Regions from separate parts of the Mus musculus genome. Here region 2 is linked to region 1. A link is a contact called in public HiChIP or PLAC-seq data. All regions are on one chromosome and are shown on one strand. Each heading gives the region's core, a stretch centred on a gene start, on an enhancer-like site or on the middle of the called end of the contact. The rest is flanking DNA. Distances are from core to core; before and after follow the strand shown. Region 1 overlaps Lrch1 (leucine-rich repeats and calponin homology (CH) domain containing 1). Region 2 overlaps Lrch1 (leucine-rich repeats and calponin homology (CH) domain containing 1).

Region 1 (5,568 bases), core at 70-2,569:
AGAAAAGAAAAAAGAAAGGAAAAGAGAAAAGAAAAGAGGATTGGAGATTCAACTTTAGATTTTGTATTTTTCCCTTAGTAATGTTTAAGCTCTAGGTGTGATGAATGAAAAGCTCACACTTTTGTGCCACTGATGTGCACATAATGCCACTTGGAGCACATAAGGCCACTTGAATATTAAGACTGTTCCAATTCAAGAGCAGTGTGCACATTGCACAGCCTGCGGTGGTGGGGTGTGATGGTGGATGGAGGTTCCTGTCCAGTTTACATAGGGCTCACTGGGGGCTCTACTTTTGTCATGGACTTAAGAACTTGAAGTAAGGGTTGACTCCTGCTATTTGCTAGTAAGCAGAAATGTGTGCTTCTTTCCGGTGCTTCTTCCGTGTGGTGTTAATTGTATGCACTCTCTTTCTGTTCTAATGGCTGCCCTCGGATTAGGCCGACCTGTGCTCTCCGTATGACATCCTGCAGTTGGATTTTCGTCACATTCGAAAGACTGTTGACACTCTGCTGGCCCTCGGGGAGAAACCCCCACAGTCAACTTCTGCCCTCCGCTCCAGGGACCTTATAGGCTTCTGTCTTATCCATGTTCTCCTTATAGTACTGGTCTATATCGCTTACCGCTGGAATGCTCTGTCTGCCTAACTCCTGCATGCGCATCCAAACGCTCTGCTCTGGCATCCTGGTCCAGCCCAGCTCCTCCCCCCATTGGAGCCTTTGCCTTGCAGACTCTCCCATCCCTGTCATCTCTTCAGTTAGCTGTCGAGTTTTGAAACTGAACATTTATAAGCCAGATTTTTCCTGAAGCACAAACTTTGTAGAATACAGTTCCCACTGGGTAATTTTTTGCATTTAACTAAAAGCGACAGCGACAGCGACAAAGCCTGTCAGTGCATACCTCATACTCCTTCACACTCGTGGTGTGGGCAGCGATGCTCCTGTAGGTCCTGCTCTCTCCCATGAGCCTCTGCTCTGTGCAGGAGGTAAGGAGAACCAGGACAGGAACAGGGTGGGGTTAGCATACAGGAGTCTTGATACTTGATTCTGGTCCTAATTCAGGACTGGCAGTTGATCTGTAGAGGGGTTGCCTTGCAGAGAAAAGCCAGCATTTGGGCTCAGTCTAATTTATAAACATCTCTAATGGTACCATTGCTGACCAAGCTGAGAAGTCGTATCTGGAGAATGACTGCTTTGCTGGCTGGTTAGTTGGAGTCCTCCCTGTTTGCTGCAAGGGGCTTGTGAAGGGCACCCAGGAGGATTGCAGCCAATGTCCACCAGAGCATGCCCTCTGTGCCCTCTGCAGGCCTAATCTGGGGAAGTGCCTTCCTGTTAGAGCGCCACCTGGTGGATCTGCTTAGCCCGCTTTTCCTTTTTATTAGGTGGTGTTCTGAAGCTGAGAAAAGGGTTTTATAGAAGGGATTTCTATTTTTGCATAATGTGACGGGGTCGCTTTACTTTCTTGGTATATTGAATAACTGCAGACCCAGAATGTGATGCATTTGACTCTTCAGTTTCAAATAAGTCTATGGATCCTGGAACACTCTTAGCACCAGGGGCCTTGGGTTACTATAGCAGCAGATGATAAGATCGCTCTTATTTTAGATGAATGTTTTTCCCCATTTACTTTGAATGTCCATTTGGCCTTTGATTTTTAGTAATATTAATGATCCAACTGTTTATTTTTAAGTCCGTTTTTAAAGGCTTGCGTATCGGCCTCTCAGCTTTTGGGGCAAAGTGCTTCTTTTTGTGGTTAAAGGAAGAAATGTTAGACTCTAATCATGTTGGCCCATATCTTGCTGAGTCTCTGGAAGCCTCTTTACAATGTGAGAAGGCCCTGCTGCAAGCTCCAGCCACATTGTCGGCTTCCTTTTATATCCTTCTTGCCGAACACTGCTTCTCGTGTTGGGAAGGTGGTGGTGTTAATGCCGTCAAGATAAATGTCCAGTTTGCTGAGATATGAACGTTCCTCAGATATGGCTGCTATGAAGATTATCATATTTTTCTGAACATATTCATGAGAACAGGGGAGATGAGATTCTGAGATGCCTCCATACTTGAAGGGTTATATTTATAGAATCTTTGCTGCTAAATCAGATATGATTTTAAAACAAAAAACAGAAAGCATTCTTTATGCCATAAGATGTTAGATTGTCTGAGCCTCTTCCTCCCAGCATTGTGTTGATGGTGAATACAGGGTTCGTGATGTGAGTTGTGTCTGAAAGCCACAGAGTTATGAGTCGTCTTTGGTGCTATCTTGTACTTTTCTGTAACAATAAAATCCCTTTGTACAGTGTCTGGTGACCACCCTGAGCCGTAAATTGCTTAATAAACACAATTGGGTGATTAATCCAAGCTTTTTATTTTTTTCTTGGCCTGTTGGTGCATTTATTCCTGGGTGCCCAGAATGATTCTTGGCATTTCTACCCAGCTCTGCCATGCATGGGGACTTTCTTTCAGTGTTTGCCACAGTTTGTTTGTTTCCATCTTCTTAATGGTGGGCAAAAGGAGAATTGAGAAAACGTGCTAGTTTGCTGGCTCAAGGAAAAAAAATAGCATCAATAAACATCAAGTGAGTAAAACAGTCCCATGAGATTAGATTGATCTTCAATGGTAGCTTCCCGAATATTTCTCCTCTGGCATCCCAAGGATGCCCTGGCTATGCTTTTCATCTTCCATGTCCTTAATTTACATCGAATGTGCTGCTCTCCGTGGGGGTTGCTGTGTGATATTTTTCATTATCTAGTATGGTCACTCCCAGAGCATAATCAACTCAACCCTTCAGGCACCACTTCGAGTGGGTCATTTTGCTTATTGTAAGCAAACCGTTAATTTCTGGTTGGAACACTGGGCCTCTCTGTGGTGCTCCTCCGCAGTTCCAGACAGCAGCTCACAAGCTTATGGGATACCGGCCATTGCCACACAGCTGGGGACACCTGACTAATCTTCCTTCAGGGATTCAGTTGTGTGATTTGTCCCGCATACCAGGGCCCCATCTTCTTTTAAGAAAGAGTGTTTTTAAAGTATTTCCTTCAAATACGTGATAAAGAGAAACAGCTGTTTACATTTCCATTTTGCAGTAGCCATTTGTGAGGTATCCCTTCTACTCCTGCAATGGGTAGAAAATGTTCCACGTAGGGTGAGAATTTCCAAAATGTATATGACCGTCAATTTTCATGGCTCCTTCAGGATTTCAGGCCCAAACCACTTCATTGTCCTTAACACTACAAAAAGGGGACCAGTAAAAAAAAAAAAAAAAGAAAAAAAAAAAAGAAAAAAATCCTTGTTGAATCCCAAGCAGGTCAACTGAGTGGGGTTTTTAAATACACTTAGTATCACAATGCTATTTGTATTGTTTAGTTATCTTCTGAATTCACATCAGTCCCAGTATGAGTTAAAATTTTAGGAGTCTGAGGCAGGTAAAGTGTTTATAGTTTAGGTAAAAACGTTTGGGTGCTGAGAAGTGCACCCAGGGCCTTGGCTTTGTGTCTCCATCTCCTGAAGAATAATTTAATATAATCATCTTTCACGGGCTTTGGTTTTAAAGGCTAGGTTTGAGACTTCAAAATTACCTTTCAACAGGCAACCCTTTGGGTAGGGGGTCCGTGCAATCTACTTTCCTTCCTGCCCTTGGCTTTTCCAGCAGTGTTGTTCATACTTGGTTCATTCAGTTATTCCTCATGTATTGAACGTGCGCTGTGTACTGGCCCTATGGGAGGTGCTGCAGATAAAATAGTGTTCAAGATCCAGGTCCCCATCCTCCGAAAGTTTGTAGTCCAGACCAGGTGTCAGCATACTTTATGATTTTTAGGATGATGGTCTCTGTTGCAACCAACCAGCTTGTCATTAAAGCACGGATGCCACCATACAGGATATATGAACCAGGGAGCTGGTCTGAGTGCCAATAAAACTTTATTCACAAAGAATAGAGGAGGAATCGGACTGGCTTGAAGGTCCTAGTTTGTAGACCCTCAACCAAATGGCTTCTTAGAAAGCAAAGAGGGTTTCCTTGAGAAGGGCCTGAGATGGGTCAATTACCGAATTCTGTGAAACACATAGAAAGAGGGCGTGGCATTCATGAGGGTCCATGCAGATCCCCGAAGCAGTAATATCTGCACTAAGATTAGAGATGTGTAAGCTAGGCGTGAGTGGCAAGGCAGTGGGAGGAAGGGGCTGGCGAGTGGCCTGGCTGCGATATGAAGAATAGTGGAAGAATTAGCAGGAGATTGACCCTGGGGGCAGAGCTAGACCTTTGCATTCATATGCATTAAGATAACACACAGTTAAGCTCCACACAATTCAGTCACAGAATATTTTATTTAAAAAAAAAAAAAAAAAAAAAAGGCTGAACCAAGGGAAATGAGCTGGTGTGAAGGACTTTGTCGTAGACCAGTGGCTCCAGTGGCTGGCCTAGAAGTAGGGAAGGCTCCATATAACCATCATAAAAAGTTTCAGGGAGAGCCGGGCGTGGTGGCGCACGCCTTTAATCCCAGCACTCGGGAGTCGGAGGCAGAGGCAGGCAGATTTCTGAGTTTGAGGCCAGCCTGGTCTACAGAGTGAGTTCCAGGACAGCCAGGGCTACACAGAGAAACCCTGTCTCGAAAAAAAAAAAGTTTCAGGGAGAGAAGAGCCCGTGTGACAAGCAGTCCAGCCTTTTCCCCCACAGTTAGCATTATTTTTCTATGGCTGGCCTGCCTTTCCTAATCCTATTTGCTATGGCTCAGAAGAGTGTCAGTGGGAGAGCCTAATGGAACCCACCACTGGGGGAGTAGCCGAAAGCATCTACTGTGGAAAACGTTCAGTGTTATTGATAAGCAGGATAATATTTAAGATTTCATCGTGTTTAAAAAAAAAAAAATAACAGCACAGGATCCCTGTAGATATACTGCATGCCCTCTGTCACATTTTCAACATGTCCTCTGATATCCTGTGACAGCTTTAGTTCTCCTGAGGTGGCATCTGGCCTGCTTGGCTCTTGGAAGCCCTTGCCCTTCTGTGCTGTTTATGGCCCCATTGGAAACCCACAGCAACTCCAGTCCCACCCAACTTCCGAGCCCGCTTTGGGGAGATGCTGGGACACAACTGTTGTGATGGAAAGTGGCCTGTGTCCATAAGTCGGTGTCCCCTGCTCCCCATTTCTCCAGGATCTCTGTGTTCAACCTTTCAAACAGCAGAGTTGCAGATCCATTCCAGGCCTGTTGCGGAATGCCGTGACTGTTTTATCTTTATAGGGCTTCTGGCCTTCTAGGCTAGTTTTCTTAGATGACGCCAAGCCTTCAACATGAGCTGAGGCCATCTCTGGATGGGCGTGGGTAGAAAGAAAAAGGAAGGCTTGAGGGGTATGTTTCTGTCTGTGTTTATTGGTGATCCCTGACTTAGTGATATTCAATTAGGGTTTTCCATGCTTAAGATGGTGCCCTTCTGAAAAAACCACTTTCTTTTTTCTCTTTCAGGATAGGACTCAATAAACTGCATGAGCTATTGAGCACTGCATAGAATATATATTTTATATAAGTATAGAATAAGACTTGTATTAGACAGTTTTCCCCAATGGTGGGCTCATGTAAGTGTC
Region 2 (5,591 bases), core at 1,444-3,943, 170 kb before region 1:
GGAGCAGGCTGCTGCGGTCAGCTCTTTAGTCTGGGGAATTGAAGTTGGGACAAGGATAGTAGAGTCTGGGAGTACTTGGCTGACCTCAAACCTGTCACTTCTGTTTTGCCTTTGCTGCCATTATATCCCCCTCCAAGATGTCTCACATCCCTCCCTCACCCAAGATTTTGTTAAGGAAAGCCAAGGGGGCACTTTGTGTTAAGCAAGATCACATGTGGTTCCTGGATACTTAGCATGGTCCCTACTTGGTTCCCAGGTCGCCCAACATCTTTGTTTCTGAGAAGGGAACTCAAATGATCCAAGTACGCTCTGAACAAGAAAATGTGGTAACGACTTGGAGCTCAGCTCTTGAAGAAGCTACGGAGCATCCTTCGCTTTGGGGTCACTGGAGGAGTGGATGAGAGGGAGGGAGGCATTGCTTAGGAGACCCGGACCTAGGGCACTGTGACAGATGAGCCTTTGGGTAGCAGAGATGCTGGAGTCCATCCCAGACTATGATTCTTGCATGACTTCCTGTACCGATCCGAAGCAGTGTGCAGAGTGACCATGTACAAGCTGAGAAGAATCCAGCCAGAGCCTCCCCCTTGTGTGCCTCCAACTCCTTTTGTAAGAAATGAATTCTAAAGGAAGTAAAAATTCTAAAGGAAGTTAAAAAAAAAAAGATGTATTCAAAACTTCCAACTGTAATGACTTGAAACAGACATTTTGTAAAGGGGGAAAGAAGAAAAATGTAGGCATATGTTGTTTATTTGCTTGGACGTCAATGTTTCCTACTAGAGTATATAATCTAACTTTTTTGATCCTTTCATTGGCATCTGACTAGACTTTAATCTCTCTAATGAGAAATGAACAAGTGTCATTTTGGTTGGAGACCAAGAAGTTGAGGACCCAGAACATTACAAGAGACAAGTACCTATTTTATGAAGCAAGCCTGCCTGCCTGCCTTCCTTTCCTTCCTTCCTTTCCTTTTCTTTCCTTTCCTTTCCTTTCCTTTCCTTTCCTTTCCTTTCCTTTCCTTTCCTTTCCTTTCCTTTCCTTTCCTTTCCTTTCCTTTCCTTTCCTTTCCTTTCCTTTCCTTTCCTTTCCTTTCCTTTCCTTTCCCTTCCCTTCCCTTCCCTTCCCTTTCCTTTCCTTCCTTCCTTCCTTCCTTCCTTCCTTCCTTCCTTCCTATCTTGTTTTTTTGAGACAGAGATCCACCTGCCTCTGTTAGGATTAAAGGCATGCCCCACCATCGCCTGCCTGAAAGCTGCCATTTTTAGGTAACAAGAATTATTGATTTGATCTATTAAAATGTGTGTCTTACTTAGCACATTTGCTTGGTTACATTTAAAACCTTTTTAAGTGTGGAGCCAGGCCTGGTAAAGTAGACTTTAAGTCTCAGCCGTTAAGGAGGTTGAGACACGGGGATTGCTAATTCATGACTAGCCTTTGCCATAGATTTAGTTCAAAACCAACCTGGTCTAGTTAGGAAGACCCTGTCTCAAAATAGAAAGTAATAAAAAGGGCTGAAGATGTAACTCAGTGGTATTTCCTAGTATATGTGATTCAGACCACAGTACTACCCTAAAGACAAAAGAAAACCTTGTAAGTGTGCCAGAGGGTAGAGTGATCTCGGTGGTAGAGTGCTAACATGCAAGGGCTCTGGGGTTCAAGTCCTAGCACTGCAAAACCCCTGGCATTCTGTTGGTTTGCAATTTGAACGTAATTTAAAGGGAGGCATCTTTCTCTTTTTGCATAGTTCCCTCAGAGGAGTGGATGGTAATCTCAGCATGCAGTTTAAAGTAGATGTGTGTGTGTGTGTGTGTGTGTGTGTGTGTGTGTGTGTGTGTGTGTGTGTGTGTGTATGTGTGTGTGTGTGTTTGTGTTTAGGAAGCCTTGATATATCCAAATTAATTACAGTTTTAGCTGTGGTTCAGATAATGCTTTCTGGTAACTGTGGCCAACTTTCTCCGGTATTGTTACCAGGAGCCCATTAGAGACGGTCAGTCCCACCCAGGTGACAGCCAATTGAAAGTCTTTATTCCAGCAGCTGGGATTACACTCAGGTACTCAGACCTAGAGTATAGCCCTGAGCATTTAGATCAAGGGGCTTTTAAAGACAAAACCTACCTTCTGTTATCTCATTCAGCAGCTGCAGGGGCTTCTTAGAAGCATGAAGTTTAACAGAAGCTAAGATAAACTGTTAGCTGGAGGAGGTCCTGCACAAGCAAGCAGTTTAACAGAAGCTAAGGTAAGTTAGCTGGGCCATCTTAACCTCAGGTCCTAGAATGGAGTTGGGTAATTTGCCACGGGATTCTCCATCAGAAAGATCAGATTCTAGTTAAAGCTGAAATGGCTTCAGCAAGAATACAAGATGGAGGAACCCCCACACTGCCTTGCCCTGTTGCTGTATTATGCCACACATTTATGAGAGGGAATGTGTTGAAATATGATCTGTTTTATGAAACTTGGTTGGCAGCTGAGAAGACTGACTGACTGCTTTCTTGAGTTGGTATGTTAACGAAGATAGGATAGCTTCCCTCACACAGTGGGAGTTCTGAATGCTTGTCCGAGCCCTTCCAGCCTGTCCCTGAGGAGTCCATTGAAGTCAGGTAGCCCTGGTCTTTCCAAAGTGGCTTTATAGGTTCTGGGTTCTGTGTATTTTCTGTGGTGACTCTGGGTCTCAGACCACTTCCCTCCGTGGGTAGACTGTGTGTGTGTGTGTGTGTGTGTGTGTGTGTGTACACGTATGTATGCATATGTGCCCCTTCAAGTGTGTTTGTGTATCACATCTGTGTGGAAGCCAGAGGACACCATCAGGCATTACTCAGTCTCTGGTCATCCTATTACAGGGTTGGCCTGAAGCTTGCTGGTTAGACGCCTCTGGCTGGCCAGTGAGCCCTAGCATCCACCCATCTTCACCTCCCCAGAGCTAGGATTATGAACACACGTCAGCACGTGTGCCATTTTTATATGGGTCCTGGGGATTGAAGTCAGGACAAGCATTTTACAGTCTGAGCCATCTCCTCAGCCCTGTTTATAATCCTTTACCACTACCTAATAGACCGACTTGGGCAAGCTCTGGCACCTCTGCATGAAAGACTTCCACTTTTGCTCAGTCTTTCACTTTCTGAGAGAACGTCTGACCACATCATCTGAGGGACCTCGGGGTGGGGGTGGGGTTGGGGTGCTCATGAGTTCAGATTGCCTGGATGGTTGGCAATATCCTTCTTGCTCCAGCCTAGTTACTGCTAAAACCCTCCTTAATATATCTCCTAATTTTTGTAGTTATTCATGCACATGGGACATGGTAGAGGAGAGACTCCATCTTTTAAGGTTTTTCATTCATTTATTTACATGTCTATGTGTGGGTATGCCTACACCACCATGGTGCTGGTGGAGAGGTCAGAGGACAACCTGCAGAAGTCAGTTCTGTCTTTCTGCCTTGTGGCTCTGGGATAAATGGTTGAGGGGATGGGTATCAAACTCAACAAGTGTCCTTAACTGTTATGTCATCTTGTGTACATGATAATCTTCTAAGCATAGTTTGAAATGGATGAAAGGATGCGACTTTCCCATATATGCTAGCTGAATGAAAATTGAGGCTATAGCTGCTCCTAGGTGTGGCTGAAGAGAGGTTTATTGTGGATATGAAGGAGAGAATAGCCTGAGGCATCTGAGGTGGAGTGGTGAGAGGGGAAGAGAGAGGAAGCAGGAGCCAAGAGGGAGGCCAGGAGCAAGCCAGGTGACCAAGACACCAGAAGACCGGTAGCCAGAGTGGCTGAGGTTGTAGGGATCCTAGGAAGGGAAGCCCAGTCTCTGAGCTGGAGAGTTCGGGGTTGGGGCAGGGTCAGAGGTGCTGGGGGGAGCTACAGGTACCAACTGAGCTCTGGTGTCTTTGAGATCTAATAGCAGCCAGTTTTGTAAAATCAGGTCCTAAAGTGGACAAGTGCATCCCGGTCATCTTTGCCAGCTGCCAGGACTGCTGTCCTTTGAAGGGACTAACAATACTTGGCAGTCTTTCTTTTTAACTTCCATAAAATAAGGTGTTTGGCATTTGTCACTAATTTTGACTAGCAAGATCTAGCACTAATTTAAAAATCATGAGATGTAGTCATGTAGATACGATTTAAATAGTGGTAGCAAGGCAGACATGGGGACGTAGAGCTGGGTAGGTAGGTGTAGCAAGTAGTCCTATTCCACACTGGCCTTGAACTTGTGAACCTCTGGCCTCAGCCTGCCACACATGCACCCCCATGTTCGCTAAGAGAATGCTTGTATTGATTGGAACAGCGAGTACACAGGTGAATACATTGGCCAGCACTCCCTACTTTAAATGGGTGGATTTTACTACATGGAGATTGTGTCTTCCTAAAGTTGACTAAACCGCACCTAAGCGTGTGCTCTCCCACTTAGAAAGCGGCTCATTCCCATAGGTTCGCAGCCCTCCGCCTACTGGCGATTCCCAACTGACAAAGCTGTTTTAAAATAGAACAGCTGGAGTTTGCCAGCAAATAGAATCAGTGCCTACCTTTGCAAGGGTGGCCGTTCTGTTTTCACTTTCTTAAAGTGTCTCATCAACATTGTCTTCATGAAATGTTTGAGTTCTGTTCATAAATGGCCCTTAAAAGCATCTGATGAACAAAAAAACTGGTGTTGAACCAGATGTGCTGGGACCACTGGGTTGCTGTTAGCTGAGTTCAAGATGGAAGAACATGGCCCCGCCTATTGTGAATGCCCCATGCTATAGAGTAGCCACCCCCTCCGACTATACAACAGGTATCTTTTATGTTATCACAGCCAGAGCTTATAAATGCAAAGTAGCTTGTCAGGATCACGCAGAAGAGGGGATAGGGACTCAGAGTTTGTACCCCAGTTGTCTGATGCTGAAACTTGACCCATCTTTCTCACACAGTTATTGTGAGCCGCTTTTTCCTAGGGACAGTGGAGTGTTGGTTGGATCTAGTGGCCCTGGGACCATGTGACCTGGCCCTTTCCAACTTCCCAAGGCACAGCTGTGATCTTGCACACTGCCTGTCAGACCCCCTCCCTGGCTCGCTCCTGCCAGCCCACCCAGGCTCAGCTGCTTGACAGCCGGGTCTCTAGGGGCTCTGGAATCTGACGCCGCCCTGCTTATCCTACTGAGGTCTCCCGTGAGACCTTCCCCAAAGGCGTTGGTGGCTCCAGCTGCCTTTCTTCTGAATGTCTTCATATATTCCCGGCTTAGGGCTTCCACTTTACATTTGACCATACCTTTTCTATCCCTACTATATTCATTGGGGGAAAAGAGAACAGAAACACAAAACCCCAAGGCTTTTTTCATCCCTGTAAATCACCTTAGCACCTTAGCTGCTGCTGCTTTTGTGGTACCCAACTTCCAGCCTCAAGCCCCGCCTCTCCGCTCCTCACCTCCATTTGTGTGCCCTAGTGGGCAGTTAGGGTGACTCGGCTGTTCCTAACGTGTTCTGTGTCCTGGATCTTGGATCTTCTTAACACAATTAATCATTATCATTGTCACAATGATGATAATGGTTTATTTGAGTCAGATAGCATGCTCTCCCCTTCATGTCCTTTTTCCCATTTAGTTCCCTGAACAATCTTATGAGGCAGGT

The links. HiChIP or PLAC-seq counts read pairs in DNA pulled down with a chosen protein or histone mark.
Region 2: a CTCF HiChIP or PLAC-seq map of pro-B cells shows a contact between it and region 1, with 6 times the contacts expected there. The contact joins two enhancer-like sites. A contact is called at or near these places in 2 of 15 datasets of contacts at CTCF or cohesin (large pre-B cells and pro-B cells), 3 of 484 Hi-C or Micro-C datasets (Th1 cells, embryonic fibroblasts and stem cell-derived cardiac mesoderm), 8 of 115 datasets of contacts at active chromatin or transcription factors (the 230-238 cell line, the HPC-7 cell line, bone marrow-derived macrophages and 4 more) and 1 of 9 other capture datasets (embryonic stem cells).

What each region holds. Positions count from the first base shown.
Region 1 is chr14:74,760,117-74,765,684 of GRCm38.p6, reverse strand. The region is part of intron 18 of Lrch1 (leucine-rich repeats and calponin homology (CH) domain containing 1); the gene reads left to right. Among named protein-coding and RNA genes, the nearest start is that of Esd, 31 kb to the right of the region's middle. Within about 2 kb of position 1,319, at least 14 of the 459 cell types and tissues checked have an H3K27ac peak or open chromatin away from gene starts, as enhancers often do. A contact at or near this core is called in bone marrow-derived macrophages and pro-B cells, where this site is marked.
Region 2 is chr14:74,926,508-74,932,098 of GRCm38.p6, reverse strand. All of the region lies in intron 1 of Lrch1 (leucine-rich repeats and calponin homology (CH) domain containing 1), which reads left to right. Gm10847 (predicted gene 10847) reads right to left here. Exons shown (of 2, transcript NR_166820.1): 2 at 5,495-5,591. Among named protein-coding and RNA genes, the nearest start is that of Gm10847, 7.2 kb to the right of the region's middle. Within about 2 kb of position 2,693, at least 56 of the 459 cell types and tissues checked have an H3K27ac peak or open chromatin away from gene starts, as enhancers often do. A contact at or near this core is called in bone marrow-derived macrophages and pro-B cells, where this site is marked.